4 separate regions of the Mus musculus genome follow, and regions 1, 2 and 3 are each linked to region 4. The links are chromatin contacts, called in public Micro-C and promoter capture Hi-C maps. All regions are on one chromosome and are shown on one strand. Each heading gives the region's core, a stretch centred on a gene start, on an enhancer-like site or on the middle of the called end of the contact. The rest is flanking DNA. Distances are from core to core; before and after follow the strand shown.

Region 1 (5,499 bases), core at 1,405-3,904, 480 kb after region 4:
TCCCATTCTAAGGATGAATTCTTTGATCCTGCTTGGTTTGATTATATTCCTGTACAGTTGAATTTGTTTGTTTTTGAGTACATGTTCTGAACTTGAAAACACTCTTCCTTAATGAAAAATAATATTTAAAATCATAATGTTGTTGGAACTGAGGAGATGACTGAGATGGCTCAGTGATTAAGAGTACATAGTGGGGAGGAGAGGCAGGCAGATTTCTGAGTTTGAGGCCAGCCTGGTCTACAGAGTGAGTTCCAGGACAGCCAGGGCTACCCAGAGGAACCCTGTCTCAAAAAAACCAAAAACCAAAAAAAAAAAAAAAAAAAAAAATTGTAACTCCAGCTCCAGGGGATTCAACACCATCTTCTGACCTCCTTGGGAATCTGCTTTACACACACACACACTCATACACACTCATAATTAAAAGTACAACTTAAACTTTAAAAAGATGGTTAATTTTCTTTTTAAGGCAAGATTTTGGGGGGACAATCAGGAATTCTGATTTTACCTATGGATAGAGATATAATTAGCTATTTCTCCTAAAATCTAATAACTGTTTTCACTTGACCTCTACTTCCTGTTTATGGGGAAAACACTACTGGGAGGTGCTATGAGAAAAATTGCTGGGGAAGGGGTTTCTAGATCCCAAAATAAGTATAAGAAATCCCACAGTATTAGCATAAGAATCATATTAAGTACTAGCTTTTATAATTCTGAAGCTTTATTTTGATTACAGTTTCAAAGAGCAGCTAAAGAGAAGCGGCTATACATTGGAGGAGAGAGCAAATATACATAGAGACCTTGAAGGGAATCTTCTAAGGCAGGGAAGAAGCAGAGACTTGTATCCACTGAACCAAAATACAAGCACATACTATGTCCAAGGTCAGAGCAAGAACATATTTTGTCTTGTTCCTTGGGTTTGCAACTTAGCTCTCTCCTCAGTTTACATGTATATGTAAACATATATACGCTTCCTGAAAGAAACATCAAATGAGACTGACAGACCAGGGGACATGTAGCAGTTTAGCTCAGGGATATATCAGAAACTCATTTTCTGTCCCCCTCCGTCTTAGGCTGACCAGTTCTCTGGTGGTTCCTGCTACTGATCCATCCAAACTGCTGGACTTGTCCTTCATACCCAAGGTCTTCAGGCAGTATCTAATGGGAAGTCAACTCTAAAAGGAACCAGACTGTCATTTCCTGGCCCCTTTATTCTGGTGACTGATGGAAGAGTGGGAGGGAAATATATTTGTTTAATGGTTGGAAAAACATCAAATTACCATACCTCTTCAGTTTCTATTCCCATAGAATTTTGCAACTATGGTTTTTGAATCAGTCATTCATATATATATGAATATGATATATATATATGCATACATACATACACACACATACATATATATGAAGTTGAAGATATGTCTTTTATTAAAACTGTCTGGAGGGGATAAGAGTCAGTTTGAAATATGTTGAAGTTCTGAAATAATGTGCACATCTGAGGAGTTGGTTTTATTTTTTAACATTTTATAAAAATATCATAGATGGAGCCTGCCCCCTCATTTCCCCACCACAGATTCTTTGGACTAGATATATGTTTAATAATAGCTTGTCTCTGATATTCACAGTAGCTACCTCTATGTGAGGAAAGGATAGAAAACATTCAAGACATCATATGGGCTTACGATCTACAGATTCCAACCAGTAGCAGTGGCTGACTCCTACACAGACGACTGGGAACTGCAAACAGGCTGGGGTCACCTCAGTGACATCTGACGCTGTCCAACCAGAAGTCTGACTTGTGTGTGCGTGTGCTGCAGGAATTGAAAAATGTACTAAAAGACTAAAATATTTTGCCTCTATACTTTCTCATTCGTTTTTATTGTTTGTTTTTAATCCTGGCGGGAGAGGGGTTTTTAAGTATTTCCTGTATCTGGAATGAAAGGGAAAGATGGGAAAGCGGTCCCGTCACCCAAGAATAACCCAGTAATGACATCTGAACGCGTGGGAAGTGTTTCCCTCCACAGTAGGCGCTTCTAAGGCTGTACCCTAGTGGAATTCCCTGCTCAAATTGGAAGACCACGCAAAGGGCGATGGCAAGAGCGCTGAGTGAGGGCTTAGCTGGTCAGGAATAAAAATACCCGAGGGTAGGGGACACTAGAAGCTAGCATCCTAGTTCGTAGGTGGAAGCTGTGATGTGCTTGACCGATTGAACAGCCAGGTGACCAACCGAAGCCCTGACTGCCGCTGGGGGTATGAGAGGGACGCGACGCCGCCGGGTACCAAGGCAGAGTCACGAGAGGCAGCCCAGCTGTGCCCAGCGGGCCAGCGCCAGACCCTGGCGTCCTCCATCTTCTCTCCTGCGCTCCCCCTGCTCCAGCTGCCTGAGCCACGGACCGCAGCATCACACACCCCCGCGGGGGGGGACGCCGCACCCCATCCCCGCCCCCGGCCCCACCCCAGCCCCCGCGCGGGCTCCCTGACCCCACCGCCCGCGGGCACTGGCTGAGCTCCGAGGCGGCGCGCCGGCGGCGGGGACGCCCGGAGGGGGTCGAAGCGGCTGGGGGCGGCGGCGGCCGGGCCGGGGCTCCCCCCCCGCCCGCGCTCGCCGCCGCGGTGGTGCGTCCCGGAGGTTACCGGAAGTGGCCGCGCTCGGCGCTGCCATGTTGAGGAGCCGCCGCTGCCGCTGCCGCCGCCGCCGCCGCCGCTTTGTTGTCGCCTCCTCCGCCTGAGGAGGCTCCCCGAGCGGGGGGAGTGGGGAGGAGGGGGGTCGGCCGCCGCAGCCATGGAGGCCAACTGGACCGCGTTCCTGTTCCAGGATCTGGGGGCCCCGGGGGGGTCGGGGGGCCAGGGGGGCCGGGCCGGGCTCGGGCGGGCGGGCGCTCCTCCCCTCCCGGCTCCGCTCTCCGGCCCGGCCTTAATCCCCCTTTGTTTTTCCGCCCGCCCGCTCCGGCGGAGCCCGGCCGCCGAGGTGAAAGGAGGCGGCCTCGCGGGGTGCGGGGGAGAAGCAGGCCTCGGGGTGAACCCGGGCCCCCCCAAGCACACACGCACACACACACCCTTCCCTCCCGCCCCGAAGGGGAAGGGAGGAGGCCGGCCGCTGTCACCACCCCGCGGCCCAGAGAAAGGAGGGCGCCGGGCCGCTGTGGAGCGCGGGCCGCTCGGCCACTGCGCGCCCGAGCGGGGCCGCGCGGCGCAGCGAGGGGGTCTCCGGGTCCCGCTCCGAGTACCCATCCATCTTTCGCTTGCGCTTTTCGCGTCACCTCTCTCTTTTTGTGTGTGTGTGCTTGTGTGTTGACTTTCTGACCCTCCTCCCACATCCCGCGAATAGCGGGTATCTCTGGCTTCGCCGCCACTCCCCCTTCTCGCCGCCCCCTCGGGTGGACCCGACGGGGGGTGTTGCGAGCGTGGTTCCCCTCTGCAAACTTTTCTCCGCTCCTAGCCCAAGTCCTGGGCGAGCCCTGGCAACTGGTCCCCTCGCCTCTGTCCAGCTTCTGCGGTCCCATTGAGCTTGGGGAATCCCCGAGCCGGCGGGGCCGGGCGGGGGCGGGGAGCGGCGGGGGCCGGGACTCCTGCAGGCCCGACCTTCCCCGGAGCGTGTCTCGCTAGTCTCGCTCCGCGACCCGCTCGAACGTTCGCTCCGGCCCAGTGGGCGACGGGAAGCGGAGAGGGAGCGCAAAGTCCGCTTACAAAGCCCCTAGATGAGTCACTCATAGGGAGTATGGGGGTCTTCGCTTCTTCTTTTTTTCCTTTTGCCAGAAACTTCAAAGCTAATGTTAGCGGATACTTCAGCCATACCCTTCTCCTACCACTTTAATGCGGGACCCCTGATTGGAACTTTTTCCCCCCTCTGCTTCCTTTCTGTTTGCAAATGCATTGATGAGCAGTAGAGATAAGCACATGCAGAAACTTCAGAACTGAAGGTTAGGGAGCTAGTCGTTTTTAAAATGTGTCCTTCCCGCCTCCCTCTTTGGAGTTTTCCTAAATACTTCGTGAAATTCCAAACGCGTAGCTTGGGCGCTTGAGACCTTTGGAAATGCAGAATCTTCAAAAGATTATACTCTCCGCATCTGGTCCCATCCCGGTGGAGTTAATACGGGGAATTGGAGAATTCAAAATTACCCATTGTGTAATCTGGCTTGTCCTATTAAGACATGTTTCAAATGTGAGCATTTTTATTTTAGGTAATTATTGAAATAAATGGGCTTACTAAAGTTGGAAATTCTTAAGATTTTGCAACTCCTGAACGTCCCACTTTATCATCCTTAATCTGGTATTGATTTTATTGTGCTTTGATGAGTTTGTTAAGAAAGTGATGGTCAAAAAAAAAAAAAAAAGAAAGTGATGGTCAACTTAAGAATGGATTGGCAAAGAAGTACGGAACTAGCTGGCATGAGGGTTGGTGCAAAGACGGTAAATGCTTTCTTTAGAAAAAGCTTACTTACAAATGATCGTTTGACAGTAAAGGACTGATGAGTTTTAGACGCAGTTTAAACAATATTACATTGGGTGTCTGTAAACTCGATGGAGGTGGAACAAAGCAAGCCCCTTATGTGAAGGAGAAACCCATAGTTCATCTTTGGGAAGTTAGTTGAAAGAGCCTACAAAATACTTTTAAAAGCTATTTGAACTATTCTTTTCCCAGATAAAGCTAATGCCAGCCTATTAATTTTTTTCCACCTGATGAGGAGATGTGAAAGCTCATATTTAATCCTGGACATGCAGTGTGTGCTGTGAAAAATCTTTGAAGAGCTGTAATTTAAAGCTGAGGACAGTGAATAAAGAAGGCCCTTCGTATGGAAAGGTGGAATAGACATGCAGTTCTAGTTCTCAGAGATCCCCACCAGGGAAATGCAGAGTTAAACTCTGTGTCTGGGAGCACCATGTTGTATTTATATCTTTAAGCAAGTTTTAATAACCTGCCTGCTTACCAGATAACACGGTGGGAAGTGAAAGTGTAGCTCTTAAAATATGTGATGGGTGATTCGTACAGGACATTAGAGAGATGACTCACCGATGCTAATTTGTTTCAGTACAGAATCTTTTACCCTCTAGCAATGGAGATTTCATGGTTCCACATCCTACCACCCTGAGTGTTGAAATAACATTTCTGGTTTTGTTGTTGTTGTTTGATTGGTTCCTTGGTTTTGCTTTAGTAAGTTAGTTAGTTTGTTAGTTAGTTTGTTTGTTTGCCAGTCCCAGAGAAAGGAAATCTTGGGCAGGGTGAGAGCTGTGTACTTGCGTTAGAACATGAAATTTAAACTTTGATGTGATGATGCTAGTCAAATAAAAGCTTACTGAGAACATATATTTGAGAAATAAATCCCCTCACTGAAAGGCAGGCCATGGTTGTTATTCAGCTATCCCTCAGAGAACAAGTTGAGGAAAATTGGCTTTCTTAGCCAGTGGGGAAGTGTGGGCTCCCAGCAGTCTTCAGAGACTGATTATTCTAGTGGTTCTATAGGATTTTACTCAAGACACGGGGACCTGGGGTGGCCCTCTGAGTGA
Region 2 (5,556 bases), core at 2,434-4,933, 400 kb after region 4:
AATCCTCAGGCTCCCAGCTTACCTTCTTGATATAGGCAGCAATGTCCTTCTCTATGTTGTACTTCTCCATGGCCTGTGTGGCACAGTCAACGGCATCCTGTTGCATGTCCTCAGACATGTCTGCGTTCTTGATCACTGCCTTCCGGTCAGACATCGTGACACTGCAGTAGGAACACAAAAGTAAAGCAGGCGACGTCTCGTGTGAGCAGCAGCTTGAGCTATGGGTTGGGAGCTATAAGGTTAGCGGGGGATAGACATGGTGGGAGCACATGAACACAGACAAGAGAGAAGCTTAGGCTGGGTAAGGCGGCACTTGCCTTAAATCCCAGCACCCAGGAGGCAGAGGTAGTTGGATCTCTTAAGTTCAAGGCCAGCCTGGTCTTCAAAGGAAGTTCCAGGTTAGCTAAGGCTACACAGTAAAACGTTTGTGAAAAAAGAAAAAAAAAAAAAGCCACTTAGAAGCTTCTAGCAGAAATATGGTCCCTACCTCTTGGAAATACAGGACAAGAAAGAAAGAGGGAAAAGGAGATATGGATGTAAGATGTTGTGCTTTAATAGCCCATTTCATGGGCTCTGAACGAGAGTCGGCACGCCACCAAGAGCCGAAGAGACGTAACACTGCATCACCTAACTGCATCTTTCAGCAAGTTAATCCGTCTCTGTGTTTTTATGTCACCATCTGTAAAATGGGGCCCAAGCCTTATCCTAAGAATAAACCAGCAGCTCGCACCTGAAGAGATTCCGCACATGACTGACTAACTATTATCTACTACTGGTCTCACAGCAGAAACCCTGCTAGAAATCAGTACCCCTGACTTCTGGTCCTGACTCTGAGCCTTTGTGGTCTCAACAAGGCATCTGGCCTTTCTGTATCGATTACTTCCATTTTAGAAATGAGGTCAGCTCTCAACTGGAGGTTGTTTAAGAATTAACTAGGGTTACATGAGAGCATCTGCAAATAGGGAGAGTCTATGCAAGGAAGCTGGCTGTCCATCAGCCAGACTCAACCACCACCTGTTTTTATGAATCAAAGTTTTATAGGAACATGTTACAATAAGAGTTCTAGAGATTGTTCTGACCATAAATCCTAAAATACTCACTGTCCCCTCACAGAAAAAAGGCCAACTCCACTCTGATAAAAATAAAAGGGGCTTCACATACATGGCCTGCTGCCAAAGAGGTAATAATGTCCTCTTAAATGTTGGGGCTGATGTTACCTCAAACCAGAGAGGCAGCCCCATGTCACCACACCCAATCCTGCTCCCTCACTCTCCTCACAACAGTGTTCAGTCTTTAAAGTACAATACAATTTCTGAATTCTGGCCTTTAGTCACAGCCCCAACAATGATTGTCAGTTCTCTTGAATTTTTGCTTCTTCATGTAAAAATTATTTTTATTCATTCAAAAAGCACTAATGATGTGTACATTTGGAGAAATATTACCCGACAGGAGTGCTGAGAACTTTCCCTTAAATATAAAAACAGGGCCAGGTGTGGTGATTCGCACCTGAAATTCTAGCACTTGGAAGGTAGAGGCAGGAAGGAAGATCAGGCATTTAAAGCCAACCTCAGCTACAATAAGACCATGTTCCAAACAATCAAAACAGAGGAGATGGAGGAGGTCCACAACACTGACCTAAGACTAAGAAAGAGCTTAATATTTTTATAGCCTTATTTCATAGCCATGCTTCCTGGGCTGTGGCATTCACCGTACAGCAAGCAACCTGACTTCGGAGACTGACCCACATGGACCCTTCTGCAGCCTACAGTCATGTGAGCTACCTTACATCCAAAGAAACAAGCTACAGAAACCCACCCCTGCCCGCTCTCATCACTCACGGCAGTACTGATCCCCCTCACCTCAGCTCCAAAAGCAACACTGGTTGTCCCCAGCCCAATGGGGACGGACGGGTTTCTGACTGCTCAAGGCAAGACTGCTGGGATCATTCCAAGCTGCTCCTTATCTATGTGCACACTACCCACGGAGATGAAAAGAACCCAGTCCGTCTAACACACACAATGTATTTGTGACAACTTCCAGGCCAGGCACCTTGGTCTGACACTGTCAAATGAAGCAAAGCTTCTTCCACGGAAGCGACACTGGCCAGTGTTTAGCTAAGATGCCCCCTACCCCAGAGAAAATATGGAGCCAAGGAGTCTGTGGTGTTGAAGGAAAGGTCGAGTGATGCCTATTCAAGGCCGACTAGCTCTGTGACCTTGGGCAGCCAATCATGTTTAAAAAATAATGGCTGAAATGAGAGAAAAGGAACAACCTCCACGAGGCTTGGGAAGAGAAAAAGGCTGATGTGATGAGACCTTTCTAGAAGAAAAAAAAAAAAAAAAAAACAATGTCACCTGGTGGCCTATTCCAGGTTCCCACTCAGAAGGGGGCAGTGTTTACAAATCCAGAGGTTGGGGGTGGAGCCTGGCTACAGACAACGAAGTATGAAACTGGCACCATTTTGCCAAAAAAGCTCACCTGCTTCACCGCCTCCTCCCCAAAGTCCGAAGGATCAACTTTGTCACAGTAATTAAAAGCTATCTTACTCTCTAACAGAGAGAGCCTACGATTACATAATGCTGGTCTTGTGACTACAATGCCACGATTCTTCACCCTTGGCCCCTCAGGCGTCGCAGAAAGGTGAGGCCCAGCCCTGGCAACCCCTATCCAAGGTACCAGTGAGAAAAGGCTAGGGAGCCAGACGCCCAGCGATCCTTTCCTAGGGAGGTGGGGGGAGGGGGCGGAGCTGGGCCTCCAGATAAAAGGATGGCCAAAGGGCCCCAAGCCAGCTTCCTGAGTCACGAGCCAGGAGCTCCTGTGAAAAACGCAAAAGGAGCACTCCAGGACAGTTCTCAACCTCTGTCCCTGGTCTTGCGACAAAAAAAGAAAAAAAAGGGGGGGGGGGCTAAGCCTCCAAATGACACGGACCGCCCTGCACCATTCTTTAACACGTACAAACGTTATTGCCTCGTTTCGGATTTCCAAAGGGACCGTAACCCCTCGTCCCAAAACACCGCCCCCACCATCTTTTCCTCTAGCGGGCAGGGACCCCCGAAGGGCAGCACCTGGGAAATGAGAAAGCATCCACCTCCCCGCCGCCCTCCGGATCCGCAGGCCGCAAGCCGGTCCTCCGCCCTCCCCCGCCAGGCCTGGAGAGGCGCCGGAGTGACCCGGCGACCTCGCTGCAGGAAGGACGCCCCGAAGGGTGGCGGCGGGAGGAGCCGCGTCGAGCCCGAACCCGCACTGGCTGCCCGCGCTCCCCGGACCGGAGAGGCCTCCGTGCACCACGGCTGGCTCCCCTCCCCGGGGCTGCGGGGCCTCCAGCCAGGGCACGAGGGTCTCCAGAGCCTGGGCCGAGTCGAGCGAGGGCTGCCCCCCGGGGCCCCAGCTCACCGTCACGCAGGCGAGTCCGCACAGGCCCCTGGGGAGCAGCGCTGGGCTGAAGCAAAGCTCGAGCAGGGGCGGTGTCCCCTGGGCTCGTCCTGCAGCAGCAGCCGCTGCCGCCGCGGTATCCCCCTGCTCCCGCAGCCCCGGGGCCGAGCGCTCGCACTGCTGGTCGCCCTCCGAGCTTCCCCGGACGCCCGCGCTCCGCCTCGTGCCACCCGGCCGACCGCCTGTCTCGGCTGATACCTCGCCGTCCGCTCCGCTCCGCCGCTGAGCGCGGCCGACGCGCGGCCCTGAAATAGAGCCCCGCCCCCGCCCCCCTGCCGCGCGCGCCGCCGTCCGCGCTCCCCATTGGCTGCGCCCGCCCGGCCCCGCACTGCGGGCTTCTCCCCGCGCCGCTCTCGCTCCACATCTTGTTTCGTCCCACAATGCCTCGGGGCGGAGGAGGGGGTGGGGAAGGGGAGCTGGAGAAGGTGGGGGGAGGGAGCCGTGGCCTTAGGAGGAGAAAAGAGGACGCATACCCTGTCTGCCCAGGCCCGGAGAGGCCTGACTCGGGAGGAATACATTCCGCCCAGAAAGGAAAAGGGAGAGAGGCGTGGAGAGTCCAGTGCCAAGGAAAAAAGAATGGAGGGATGGAGATTTCAGACTCAGGAGAGAAGGGTCCCAACTTTGGAAAGAGGCAGGATAGGGTATTAGAAATCACCAGGGACAGAGGAAAATTCATTTCCCTAGGCTGGCGACACTTGAGAGAACTGTCAAGCCCCATGGTGAAATAAAGGCAACAGTCCTCAAGACCCCCCCCCCCCCGCGCCCCTGCTTTCACATTCGCTTTTGCTTCTAACTCAACCTTTGTTCACGAATCTTGAGACCTTTCTGCCTATCCATAGCTGGAACCCTAAGTACACTATCATCAAAAATACCGGAGGTACAGCCTCTACCGTTCGGGTATGGCCTTTGGGGGATAGAGGTGCGAACCATTTCTCGGGGACTCCTGTATGAGCTGTGAGGTATCTTTTAAAAAACGACTTCACCCATAGCCCTCAAATATAGACAACACACTGGGGGGAGGTGTCACACTCCTTTAATCTCAGCACTTGGAAGACTGAGGCAGGCAGATCTCTGAGACAGCAGCCCGGTCTACAGAGTGAGTTCCAGGACAGCCAGGGCTACACAGAGAAACCCTGTCTCAACAAGACAAAAAACAAAGTGTAGACAAACACAGATTCAGACCCCTTGCCAGGTCAGCTCCTTTAGACCACACATGGATGGCAGCCTTTAAAGTTCAGGAAGCAAACATTGGTGTGTGTGTGTGTGTGTGTGTGTGTGTGTGTGTGTGTGTGTGTGTGTGTGTGTGTGTGGTGTTACAGAAAAAACATCGGGATTTTTCTTCCTAAGCTTTCATTCACAAAGGGGCTATCTAAAATCTTCAGTGGGAGGTCAAATATTCTGGCCTCGGTGGACGTTAGGAAATTGCCTAGCATAGCTCCTGTGTTCACCTCTTTCTCTCCCCTCACCTAAACCATGAGAAGTCAGACTAGTCCTGGCCTTAGCCTGCCCTGTTTGGGAGTATCATAATTTAGTGTTCATTATGTGTCCAGGACAACTTGGAAAACTGTCCCCTCAGGCTTCTCCATTCCATAGCTCTGTCTTTTTCCAGTAAGGGACTCAGCCAAGCTAGGCCTGGGGTATCCCTTCATCCAGGGGGTATTCTGATGTCAGCCTGTGTTAATGAATGAGGGGTGGGGCACATGTGGGGAGGGGTGAGAGGACAGATTGTAGAGTTCTTGTGGAGAAAACTCTTAGGAAGTTCTTGGAGAAAGAGCTAATATCCTCTTTCCCCAGCCTTCATTAGCTTCTAAGATCTGAAGGTCACAACTACGATATAAGATTGTATACAAGATGTCCATTGCCCAAGGACATCTAACGGAGGGAACAAGTGGAAGCACACACTCTACTTGCTTCCTTCCTGATGTGTCTTGATACAAGCCAACACTCAAATGATCTTTTTCAAGGGCACACAACAGTGACTATGAATTTTTATGTCCCTACTGTGTTCTCCCTACTCCTCTTGCCCAGAGTAGATGAGAGATAGAATATTCCCAGTGTGGAATATAATGGGATAAGAATTAGGAGATAAAACTCTCAGATAACAAAAGATAGACTAAGACTTAA
Region 3 (5,420 bases), core at 2,370-4,869, 510 kb after region 4:
GTTATGTAATATATAATAATACATATACATGTTTTGTTGGCCCCGTGCCTCCGTGCTCACCTTCTCACACTGTAGGCCACAGCCCCAGATTGGGTTGCATAACTGAATGCGAAGGTTACACAATTTTTGGAAATAGTAAAAGGTTTCTGAATGCAGTGACCCAAAATTAATTTGAAATCAAACACTCAATGAACCTGAGCCTTTTCTGGCAGCATTCACGCGTGTCGTATCCACGCTTCAACAGAGACTTTGTTCTGAACATACAACACACACATTTCACATCACCAATATCACCGCAGAAAACAAAAAAACAAAAACAAAATCCAGCTAATACACCCAGAATCACATTGGCTGGAATTCAAGAATATTTATTATACATTAAGAGTTGCATTCTGCCGGGCAGTGGTGGCGCACGCCTTTAATCCCAGTACTCGGAAGGCAGAGGCAGGCAGATTTCTGAGTTCGAGGCCAGCCTGGTCTACAGAGTGAGTTCCAGGACAGCCAGGGCTGTACAGAGAAACCCTGTCTCGGGGGAAAAAAAAAAAAAGAGTTGCATTCTTTATATGCAAAGTTTCCTGTTTTTTTTTTTTTTAAATAGAATCAAAGTAGTTTAATTATAGAAAACAAAGAGTTTTAATTTGTCACTCCCAAGAATGGATCAAATCACTGTTATTTGTTAGAGTGTTTGATTTTTTAAAAAAATTGCTGTTGGAGGTTGCTGACTTGACTTTCATAGACAGTATTAAATGAAACTAGGCATAGTGGCAGCGGCCTTTAATCCCAGCACTCATTGGGCATATGTGGGTGGATCCCTGGGAGTTTGAGATAGGTCTGGTCTACACAGTGAATTTCAGAACAGCCAGTGTTATGTAGTTGAGATCCTGTCTCAAGAAATATTAAGTGGATTTTTGCTTGGGATTAGAACAGATTCCAGAAATTTTTGAAATGGCCCTAAACATACCTTGCCAACTTGTACTCTGTGTTAAACATCACTGGATGCTCTTCCAGAGGACCTGGGTTTGATTCTCAGCATCCACATGATGGCTCACAACCATCTGTAACTCCAGTTCCAGGGGATCTGATGCCTTCTTTAGGCACACATGTGAATGCAGGCAAAACACCCAAATACATTAAATGAACTAGACCTTAATCAGCACAAGTAAGGGACCTGAGGCACAGAGAGTTAAGTGCCTGGCCCCAAAGTCATGTAGCAGGTTGAAGAAGTCCTAAAGTTTGGTGCCCACTGAAAACTATTAACCTCTGTGAACACATCCTAGGACCTAGTTTGTTGGAAGAGCAGGAAGGAATTGGGTGCTAGAGAAGGCTACTGAAGAAGCGTGGGGGTTGTTGGGGAAACCTTGTAGGATGGGCAATCTGTGGGGTGGGAGAAATTTCAAAGAAGCCTTAAAAGCACCTGGGGTTGTATCAGAGCCAAGAAGTGGGGTAAGCAGGAGGTTCATGGGTTTAGACAACCAGGTTCCTGCCAGGGCCTCCCACAGAGTGTAGCTCCTGGGATGACTGGGGAAGAAGGCCAGACCGCAGGAAAGAAAAGCTAGAATGAGGCTGGAACAAGTAAGAGATATGCGTCTCCATTTTAGAGGAAGTCTACTTCGGATGAGATGACATTACTAGGGCGATGGCTTGCGGGCAGGGCAGGATCAGGACAGGATTAGTTTAAAAGGGGGCATCTTGAAGTGTTGGTAGGCTTGAAGCAGAAAGGGGACGGTGGAAAGAAAGAACGGATTGGAGTTCTCTGAAGCAGGCAGGAAGTTTGGCTAGAGAGCAGGACGGGTCTCTCACCAGCTGTGGAGAGCAGAGCACAGGGGCTGGAGCCAGGCAGCAGCTGTGGGAAGAAGTAGGGGAAAGGGAAGGAAGGATGGCTACAGCTGGAGAGCAACAGAATACCCAGGAAGAGGGAGGGCAGGGACTGAGCTGGTTAGCCTCTGTGCCAAGAGGTGGCGTTTAGATGAGGGAGGAATGGTTTTGAGTTTGTTGTTAGCCTCCATGAGATCTCCAAGGGACCTGATGCTGGAGACCTGAGGCAGGCAGCAGATAAGAGGGGCTGGGTTGCAAGAGAACCTAACCTGAGCCTCTAGGTGCTCAGAGCAGCAGTAGGGGAGAGTGAAGTTGCTCTGGGTATGAGAAGCAGGGGTGGAGGTGGGGGTGGGGGTGTAGGGAGGCAGGACTGGGAAGCTGCTTCCGGAATCGACCCCAAAGGAGGACATTGAAAAGCTCACAGACAGGCTACTTCAAGGGTGACAATCACAGCGACTAGCTGGCTTTGCTAACGACTTGAATGAAAATACATTTCATAAGCATCCTAGAGGCACGCACAAACAGGAAAATCTCCAGATTGGTAGCCCCCACCCCAACCCCAAGTCCTGAAATGTCAAAGTGACTGGGACAGATTAGAGAAAGATTCTGCCAATAAGCAGAAAAGTGACAGGTGAAGTTAACACTACAGTATAAAGTGACAAACTCGATACCATCATCTAGGCTTTACTGGCCGAGAGGATAAATCCTGAGCGCTTGGTGACATCTCAGTCAGCAGCCACATCGGAGGACTTCAGAGTCAGAATTTTTCACGTGGGGTCCTGATAGTGTGAGGGTTCCCGGAAGCCGGGTGAAGGGGCATGGGCAGAGGGGCCGAAGGGAACAAGGGATTCTCAGAGGTGGGGTTTCTCCCAGGGTATCCTCAGATTCCACCTCGCTGAAGAAATTACCCTTGACAAGCAAAGGATGGAGACTCTGGGGCCTTGGTTTGTGATTTTCACCATCAGATGTCTCTTGGGTGAGCATGCCCAGACTTCTCAGCAAAGATTGTAAGTCTTCGGAAGAGGAGAGGGCTGTGTGCAGGGCTCCACACACAAATGGGCAGGCTCTTCCATCATTCCCTCTGTTCCCTTTTCTCATCTCCAAATTAGTGCACAAAACCAAACCACTTGGAAAATTAACCAGTTGATCGACCGTTTATTAAAACGTTTGTGGAATCCCTTATCGAGGCTCAGAAGCCTTTGAAGTAATGGCGAATGCTGGGTGGAGATAAGATGTTAGTGGGTGGTAACTTTGATTTTCCTAATCAACTTCACGATTTCCTCTGGCCTCAATATTACATTTTATTTCCTGAACTCTAACTCCGCAGAGCTGCCACTTTCCCACACTCCTGATGTCCCCAAGCCCAGAGAGGTTCGTGCATCTTCTACAGCCCTCACTAGTGGCTCCTCGTGTATGTCTGCAAACTCTCAGGTCAGCCTTGCATTTAGGTCCCCCTCTTTCCCAAATTTCCCACGTCTCAGGTCTCCTTGCTTTAACAACCCCTTAAGGTGCTTCCCAAGTCGGCAGAGCCCAAGCGCATCACACCGGGCCATAAAGGGAAGATCACAAGTCCTCAAGAGGAGCGGTCTGTGCAGGAATGCACAGAGGAGACTGTCCCAGTGTCCTCAGAGGCCCCTTGCCCCTTATCCCTCTCCCCTTGCCCCGTATCCTGCGCAACCGCATTGGCCTCGGGATCCCTATTCCTGCTTCCAGTCCTGGGGAGAGGGTCTGGGGGTGTCGCAGCCTGAGCCCCGCCGCGCGCGCAGCCCCGCTCCTCCCCGCGCGCCCCACTTGTGGCCCCGCCGGCAGCTTCGCAGGGACAGCTGCATTTCTCGCCGCCCGCCGCTAGGAAGCCGGCCTCGCCTCGCTTTCTCCGCCTCCCGGCGCCCAGCCGCGCCGCCGCGCCACCAAGCCGGGCTGCCGCTGCCGCCGCGGGACCGCGCCCCTCCCCCGCCGCCCGACCCCAGCGGCCCCGCGGGAGCGGACGCGCGTGCGGTGCTCGGTAAGACCCCGATTCGCTCTCGCCGCCCCTAGCGCGAGCTCGCGGGCGCCGCGCTCCACCCCGGCCCGGTGGCCCCACCTTCCCCGGGAGCATCGCCGAGGCGCGGCCGCGAGGGCCGGGCCGTCGCGAGTTTGAGTCCTCGCGCGGTGGCCAAGGCTGCCCGGGAGCCCGCGGCAGGTCCCCGGCCGCCCTCCCTCCGCCGCTGCCCGCCTCGTTCCTGGTCCTGGGCACAGGGAGCGTGCGGAGGATCCCGGGGCCGCGATCCGAGGGGTGGTCGCCGGCCAGCCGGCGCCGCGAGGAAGGGACGCGAGGCCTTGGGGAGCCTGCTCAACCCGGGTCTCTCTGCTCCCCGGTTCCCCGCTTTGTGTGGACACCCTCCCGGCTTCGCCCGGGCTTGGGGGCGCAGCCTGAATGGCGATGGCGAGGCGGGGGCCTGGGTTGGGAGCTGAACTCCTTTTAGGGGGAGGGGAGAATCGTTTCCTGCTCCCGCCGTGGTCACCGGTCGGTTCAGCCTTTTCTGGTCCCACCCGGTCCCCTGGGAGCTGCGTCTCTCCGCGACCCGGCTGGAGAAAGTTCAGAATGCGCTGTCCCCGCCCCTGCTCCCCCGCCCCTCGAACTCTGAGTGCCTGGGGCGCTGAGCTCCAGGGGGCCGGGGCTTGCCTTTATTCCTTCAGCGCTCTTGGGTTTCTCTCTGAATGGTTGGTGGCTTGCCACCCCAGCATGGGCTTGTCCATTTTCTTTCCTTAATAAAAAGTTTCAGCTTCAAGAAATTCATACTGCTATTAAATTCCTGGAGAGGGTGTTTTAAGGAAGAGAGATTTTTAGATTTCCTTTATTTGTTTGTTTATTTACTTATTGTAAGAATAGAGGGTGGGGGTGGATAATTGGGAAGATAGTGATGAGATACCCTAGAGGTGACGTCGGATAGAAGACCATGTGCCTTGGTCACCACCTGGTCCTCAGTAGCCTGAAACCCAGGAAATACACCTTGCAACACCCTGAGCCACCTGGCCCAGGAGAAGGGGTTCTGGAGTTGCTCTGGCCCTCCCAGCCCTAAGGTTCTTTACAGACCTATGGAGTTAACTATGTATGCTGTTTGAAGGCAGTGTGTGATACTAGGAGTCTCCTTATCTTATAGATGTCATCTCATTATGAAGTTTGGCTCCTGCTGGATCGAATGTGAAGTGGGACCTCCGTTTAAATGGAGGGATGGTACCTTTCTTTATGTAGCTTGGCTTGGGCCACCAGAGGTTCATCCAGAAGGTTGGATTGGAAATCACCCGTCCACACTCTCTTGCTGGATGGAGCAGGAGACAAGGAAACAGCTGGGTACAGTCTTGAAAAGCAGAGGCTCTGGGCAGTTAGGGTAGCTCAGGGTTGGTGAGAGATGGAGAAGGCCAAGTCTCAGAGTTAGACCAAGGGCCTCTTTGGGATCTGGTGAAAGCTATACCCTAACCACACTGCCCCAACATGCACAGGTGCTGGAGCATTCCTGTGCACTGCCAGGGGGCATAATATGTCCCCTTGGTGCTAGGGTTCTAATTAAGACCCCTATATTAAGAGTTTTCCGTCTAATTCAGGCCTTTTGGAGCAGATTCCAACT
Region 4 (5,222 bases), core at 1,670-4,169:
GACTTCAAATTACAGGACCAAGCCCTAAAGGTGGGGCCACCCTAGGGCCTCCCCTCCCTATCTTGTTTCTGCTGAGCAGAAGAGGGGAGGAGGATTCTATACAAGGACAGACTGTTGGGGTGGAAGAGGACCCTGTCATCTTAGAGCAAAGCAGAAGACCCAAGTGGAGAGGGACAGGGGATGGAACAAGGATGCTGACAGGCCACTGTACCTTCTCTTAGGAAAGCATCCCATTTGCGGTGATTGGCAGCAACACTGTGGTAGAAGCCAGGGGGCGGAGAGTTCGAGGCCGCCTCTACCCTTGGGGCATCGTGGAAGGTAAAGCTCTGAGCTTGGGACCAGAGTCCCCTTGCCCTTAGGAATTCTTCTTTACCTCTGACCCTGGCTGACTCCTAGCCTTGCCATGCAGTGGAAAACCCAGGTCACTGCGACTTTGTCAAGTTGAGGACGATGCTGGTGCGTACCCACATGCAGGACCTAAAGGATGTGACCCGAGAGACACACTACGAGAACTACAGGGCACAGTGTATCCAGAGCATGACCCGGCTAGTAGTGAAGGAACGGAATCGCAAGTATGACCAGGAGCCAGGACAAAGCTGGCCAGGGGAATCCCAAGTCCTCCCCTTATTACTCTGCAGGCCCCAGGCTTCACTCAAGTTGGTGCTGGGGTCCCCCCAACCTTACTACCCTCCTTTCCCCCTCCCTTCAGCAAACTGACAAGAGAGAGTGGTACTGACTTCCCTATCCCTGCTGTCCCACCAGGGACAGATCCAGAAACTGAGAAGCTAATCCGGGAGAAAGACGAAGAGGTGAGAGCAATACAATGCAGATGTCAGTCTGGGAAGTCCTCCGTTTGATAAGCCTCATTATCTCTTGGCTTGGGAATAGAAGGACCTATCCTTATGCTCTGGTACATAGGTGGGATGTTGAGTGGTTCTGCCATTTCCATCATACATAAGGGCCACCAAAGTCCCAGACTCAAGGGATTAGAATCTGGGGACACTTCTTCAATACAGTCAGACTCTTCCTATCAAACACCTTGCATTGATGATGTATGTGCCTGTTTCAGCTGCGGCGGATGCAGGAGATGTTACACAAAATCCAAAGACAGATGAAGGAGACTCACTAACTGGCTTTTGGACCTGAATATTTAAATCTCTTCTTCCTGCCTATGCCAGCCTCTATTCCCTGCATCAGCTCTGCTCAGGACCCCCCGCAGCTCCTACCAGTTCGCCTTATATCCCTGCTGACTTCTCAAGAGACTCAGAGGAAATAAACTAACCTATATGTGGCTTCAGGTGTCTCTGTATTTTTACCATTTCCTGGAAACATAGCTCCTATGACTAGTTTGAAAGGCTGATGGAAAGGGTACTGGTTTCTGGCTTTTAGTAGGAAACAGAAAGGGGGAAATTTCCCTTTCGCTTATAGAGTTCACTCAGCTTACAACATAGCTTGTCCTATTGACCATTTCTACTCTGGCTCCACTTTCTGAGCCTCAAGCCTCCATGTTTCCCGTATACAATACCTTCATTTTGTAGCTGCTCTTGGGAAAAACAAGGTATTAACTACCTGGCAACCTCTGATTTCCGCCTTTCCCCAGATTTGGGTAAATAGATATGCAGAATTAAGCTCCAAATTCCAGGAAGCTTGTGGTACAGTGCTGAACAAATTCTGAAGGTCCTGTAATTAGAGTGCTGGGACATAGGGAAAAACAAAATGCCATAGTCTCCAAGGAGCTCAGTATCACGCATGCGCTAGGTTAGACCCGGGTTCTAGACCCTGTAACTAAAACAGTGAACTCAGGAGAGATTTCTGTTTTCCTATGACTTAGTAACTGTAAGTACTTCAGAAACCAAGACGTGAGGACACTAGCCTAGGATCTCAGGGCCTAGACCCACTCCAGGACTCGGACTATCCGCCGAGAATAGGACTCTTTGCCACTTCAGTTTGGTTAGTAGTGGCGCGGATCACGGAGACCTCCAGCGTTACTGGTGACCTGCGTCCCGGTGCTGGCTCCAGGCGCTTCAGTCTTGTCCCTCTACCCCTTTTACAGACTAAGAAGCCGCAGCTAGCTAATGGCAGTCAGACCCAGTTTTTCTCTCTTGGCTGAGAGACTCTGGACTGGCGGCAATGCAGGTCTCGAAGGACGGCAAGGTTGGTCGGTCGTTAACAACCAGTCCAGATACGCAAAGGGAACCGCCAGCGCTGCCAGTCCGAGAGCTCCTTCCTCCCAGGCCTTCTAGGAGGGTCTTTCACGTTTTCCATTCCTGTGGCTTCAGCAGTTCCCGAACCCAGCTCTTCTCTTTCGCAGACAAAAAAAAAAAAAAAAAATCCAGGATTTTCTTTTCCATCGACCGGGCGACGAAACACGAGAGTGATGGAACCGAGAGTTTGGGAAGGGACCTTCCCCTTTCCTAGCCGGCATGCTACCCTTCCTTTCTCGCATTACTGGAGCAAAACAGAAACACCACTGGGTTAAAACGCTGAGCCACCGCGAGGTCATTTGCGAACTACCTCTCGGGCGGGGTCGTCACCGGAAGTGACTGCTACCATTCCCTGCAATGTCCCGCCCCCCAGTTGCGCTACCAGTAGGCGACGGGCGGCCGTACTTCCTGTCCCCGGAGCCCTAGGCTGCGACCCCTCTTACTCCTCTCCCATTGGCTGCCAGAGGGACGCGCTGTGATTTCCTATTGGTCGTGTCTGCTCTCTGGCGCCAAGCCTCCTCCCTCCGGGTACTGTCTGGTCTCCGGGTGCCGGATAGGTTACAAGCTGAGAGGGCGTCTGCCCACTGGACCAGTGAGCAGCGTGGAGAGTGAGGGCGGCGGCTGCGTGGTGAGGCAGGGCGGGACTTCGCGTGGCTATTGGCCAGGGCGGGTAGAGGCTAGAGATACGATTGGTTGGGGACAAGGGACCGTGGTGGGGTTCGAGCTGCGCGGCCTCAGCAGCTGCGGGAGACGGAAGTGGTGAGAGCGCGGCTTTGGAGGGTCGGGCGGACGCCGCCTGGGTGAGTCACTGTACCCCGTGCACTGCCAGCCTGGGAACCACAACGACCAAGTCCTGCCCGGCCCTCGCCGGCTCTCTTGAGTCCCGCCCTCTGTCATTTGGGGCTCCGCCTCCGAGGCCTTGGCCCCGCCCCTAAAACCTGGGCACCTGGATCTCCTGGCTGCTTAGCCCATCCTCCCCCACCCCCCACCCTAAGACCAGAGTCCCTAACTGTGAGAACCCTGGGCCTCCTAGGCCTGGTCCTTGTCGCTCCCTTCCTCTCTCTGTTTCTCAGGCCGCGAGCCAGGGAGCCGTGAGGCAGCACCTCCGGCTGGCCGCTTGCGGGCTCCCCCGTGAGGGAGGGAAGGTTGGTAGGATCACAATGGAGGCTTTAATCGCCGTAGCCTCCTATGGGGCTCTGCTGCACACCCCTCGAGCATACCAAACATGAAGGAGTGTCGGTGAAATTCAGACCTGGCTCCCTAAGTGGGCCCAGGAGGCCTTAACTTGAAATCCTTGTTAATTCGACCCATTTGACAGATGTTGTCTCCCAGGCCGGACTGGCCTAATTCTGCTCCTGTTGTGTGGCCTCCTCCCTCAAACCTTCACCTACTTGGTCTCAAGTATGCTCAGCAGGACCGGGCCAACCCTGCTGCTCTTTTATCACAGGTTGTGGTCCTCTCCCTCTTGTCCTCTGCTCTGGACTCTGCCCCCAGTAACAGGTCAGGTGGGTGCTACTCCTAGACTCAGAGACTGGCCGAACTGCCCTGTGGATTCATGCCCCTACCAGGGCCAAAAGTGAGTCCCAGTTGGGCAGTCTTTGTCTCTTCAGAGTTGGAATTTCTTCTCTTTTGTAGAGAGCAGGGTTTGGAGTGCTCTACTGCTGGGTGTGGGGATCAGAACGTTTGAGTTCTGCTGAGTAAGCTAGGATGATACTTAGCCTTGCTCAGGAACTTTTGTGGTGGAATTCTCACCGGGCAGGGTCACTTGTTGCTTCTTCCATTGCCTGACTGGTGTGGTGACTTTTTGAGACGCCGGATCCTCTGTGGTGGAGGAAAATGAGTTGCAGAGAAGTTCAGGGGTAGACCCGTGTGACAATCGTTGATTCTATGGTGATGTTAATGACCGTGCACTTTCCTCTTGTGTTCTGTCTCCTTTAGTGACGAGCAGGAGCAGGCAGCCAGGACCCTCGCCAAGGTAGAATGGTGAGTAGCTCCTTTTCCCTCATACCACTGTGTGTCTCATCCTCCAGTCTGACTCAGGGAAGCTGCCCCACCTCTCTTGGCCCTAGTGCCCCTGGTTACTCTGTTCACTTCCTAAACAGGCTCATTTGCCCTGATGCTTTTTTTTTTTTTTTTTTTTGGATGGGCAGTGTTGTTTTGAGACAGGTTCTTGCTGTAGAGTTTTGGTTAGCCTGGTACTAGACATGTAGCCCATGCCAGCCTTGAACTTGTGGGCAATCCCTCTTTCTCCCTCCATCTCCTAAGTGTTAAGATTGCAGGTGAATGCAGTGTGGGGCCTTGTACATGATAGGCAAGTACTCTAACACTGAGCTATGTATCTAGCTTATGGTTTCTTAGGATTGAAAAAAATATATATCGGGCACTATATAGCACTGGGCTCAGCAGCTTGTAGTTTTTCTCGGTGTTAGGCCGTCCCTTCTAACAAACCGCTATATCGCCTCTTACTTGGATCCCCGGTTAAAACTATGCATATTCTGGTTTAAGAAAACAAGTCTTTCTTATCTGAGATTCCTGAACTTCAGGGCGTGGTGGCACAGGCTTCTAATCACATCAGTTGGGGACAGAGAAAGGTGATTCTCAGTGACGTCAGCCAAGTCTTATGTAGTGAGTTCCAGAAAAGACTCCATGGTTTTTTGGTTTTGTGTTTAAATAAGATCCCTGAACTCCCAGTGAGTCTCATGAATATATTGTTGGTGCTGTCCCAGGAGTGATTCCACCCAAATTGTAGGCCTTTTCCAGCTCCCAGGTGTTGCAGTCTATTAAGCCACTGCAGGTGACAGCTGACTGAGTATCTACCTGGCCAGCCTTCTGACGGTGGGTCCTCTCCGTCCTGGTGGGAGAGCTAGGGCTCAGCCGTTATGATGAAGGAGACTGAAGCCCTTTCCAGGCAGGACCTAGCCTTTGTATCTCTTCAGTTCCTTCCAGGGGTCACAGGTTAATGAATTCAGCCAGTGGTGAAGTCCCTCCTCTCCTGGTTCTCTCTGTGATGTGTGCATT

What was found. Promoter capture Hi-C pulls out the DNA fragments that hold promoters and counts their contacts. A called contact is a pair of places that touch in the nucleus more often than the background predicts.
Region 1: a contact with region 4 is called in a promoter capture Hi-C map of liver, with 4 times the contacts expected there. The contact joins the promoter of Vezf1 here to the promoter of Mtmr4 in region 4. A contact is called at or near these places in 7 of 39 promoter capture datasets (the 3T3-L1 cell line, 3T3-L1-derived adipocytes, cranial neural crest and 4 more), 2 of 484 Hi-C or Micro-C datasets (both in embryonic stem cells) and 1 of 115 datasets of contacts at active chromatin or transcription factors (microglia).
Region 2: a contact with region 4 is called in a promoter capture Hi-C map of liver. The contact joins the promoter of Dynll2 here to the promoter of Mtmr4 in region 4. A contact is called at or near these places in 9 of 39 promoter capture datasets (the C10 cell line, the HPC-7 cell line, cranial neural crest and 6 more), 3 of 484 Hi-C or Micro-C datasets (embryonic stem cells and liver), 2 of 115 datasets of contacts at active chromatin or transcription factors (bone marrow-derived dendritic cells and memory CD8 T cells) and 2 of 9 other capture datasets (liver and pancreatic islet).
Region 3: a contact with region 4 is called in a Micro-C map of embryonic stem cells, with 3 times the contacts expected there. The contact joins the promoter of Cuedc1 here to the promoter of Mtmr4 in region 4. A contact is called at or near these places in 1 of 484 Hi-C or Micro-C datasets (embryonic stem cells) and 2 of 115 datasets of contacts at active chromatin or transcription factors (microglia and pancreatic cancer cells).

What each region holds. Positions count from the first base shown.
Region 1 is chr11:88,065,625-88,071,123 of GRCm38.p6, forward strand. It overlaps Vezf1 (vascular endothelial zinc finger 1), which reads left to right and starts at 2,655. Exons shown (of 6, transcript NM_016686.4): 1 at 2,655-2,809. The coding sequence starts at 2,777.
Region 2 is chr11:87,983,850-87,989,405 of GRCm38.p6, forward strand. It overlaps Dynll2 (dynein light chain LC8-type 2), which reads right to left and starts at 3,684. Exons shown (of 3, transcript NM_026556.4): 1 at 3,394-3,684; 2 at 23-161. The coding sequence starts at 154.
Region 3 is chr11:88,095,527-88,100,946 of GRCm38.p6, forward strand. Cuedc1 (CUE domain containing 1) reads left to right here and starts at 3,620. Exons shown (of 11, transcript NM_198013.3): 1 at 3,620-3,817. 2210416O15Rik (RIKEN cDNA 2210416O15 gene) reads left to right here and starts at 2,532. Exons shown (of 4, transcript NR_045499.1): 1 at 2,532-2,602; 2 at 2,689-2,791; 3 at 3,143-3,226; 4 at 3,336-4,581.
Region 4 is chr11:87,589,247-87,594,468 of GRCm38.p6, forward strand. Mtmr4 (myotubularin related protein 4) reads left to right here and starts at 2,920. Exons shown (of 19, transcript NM_133215.2): 1 at 2,920-3,004; 2 at 4,143-4,187. The coding sequence starts at 4,185. It overlaps Septin4 (septin 4), which reads left to right. Exons shown (of 14, transcript NM_001368775.1): 10 at 1-30; 11 at 222-318; 12 at 410-572; 13 at 763-809; 14 at 1,070-1,297. The coding sequence ends at 781.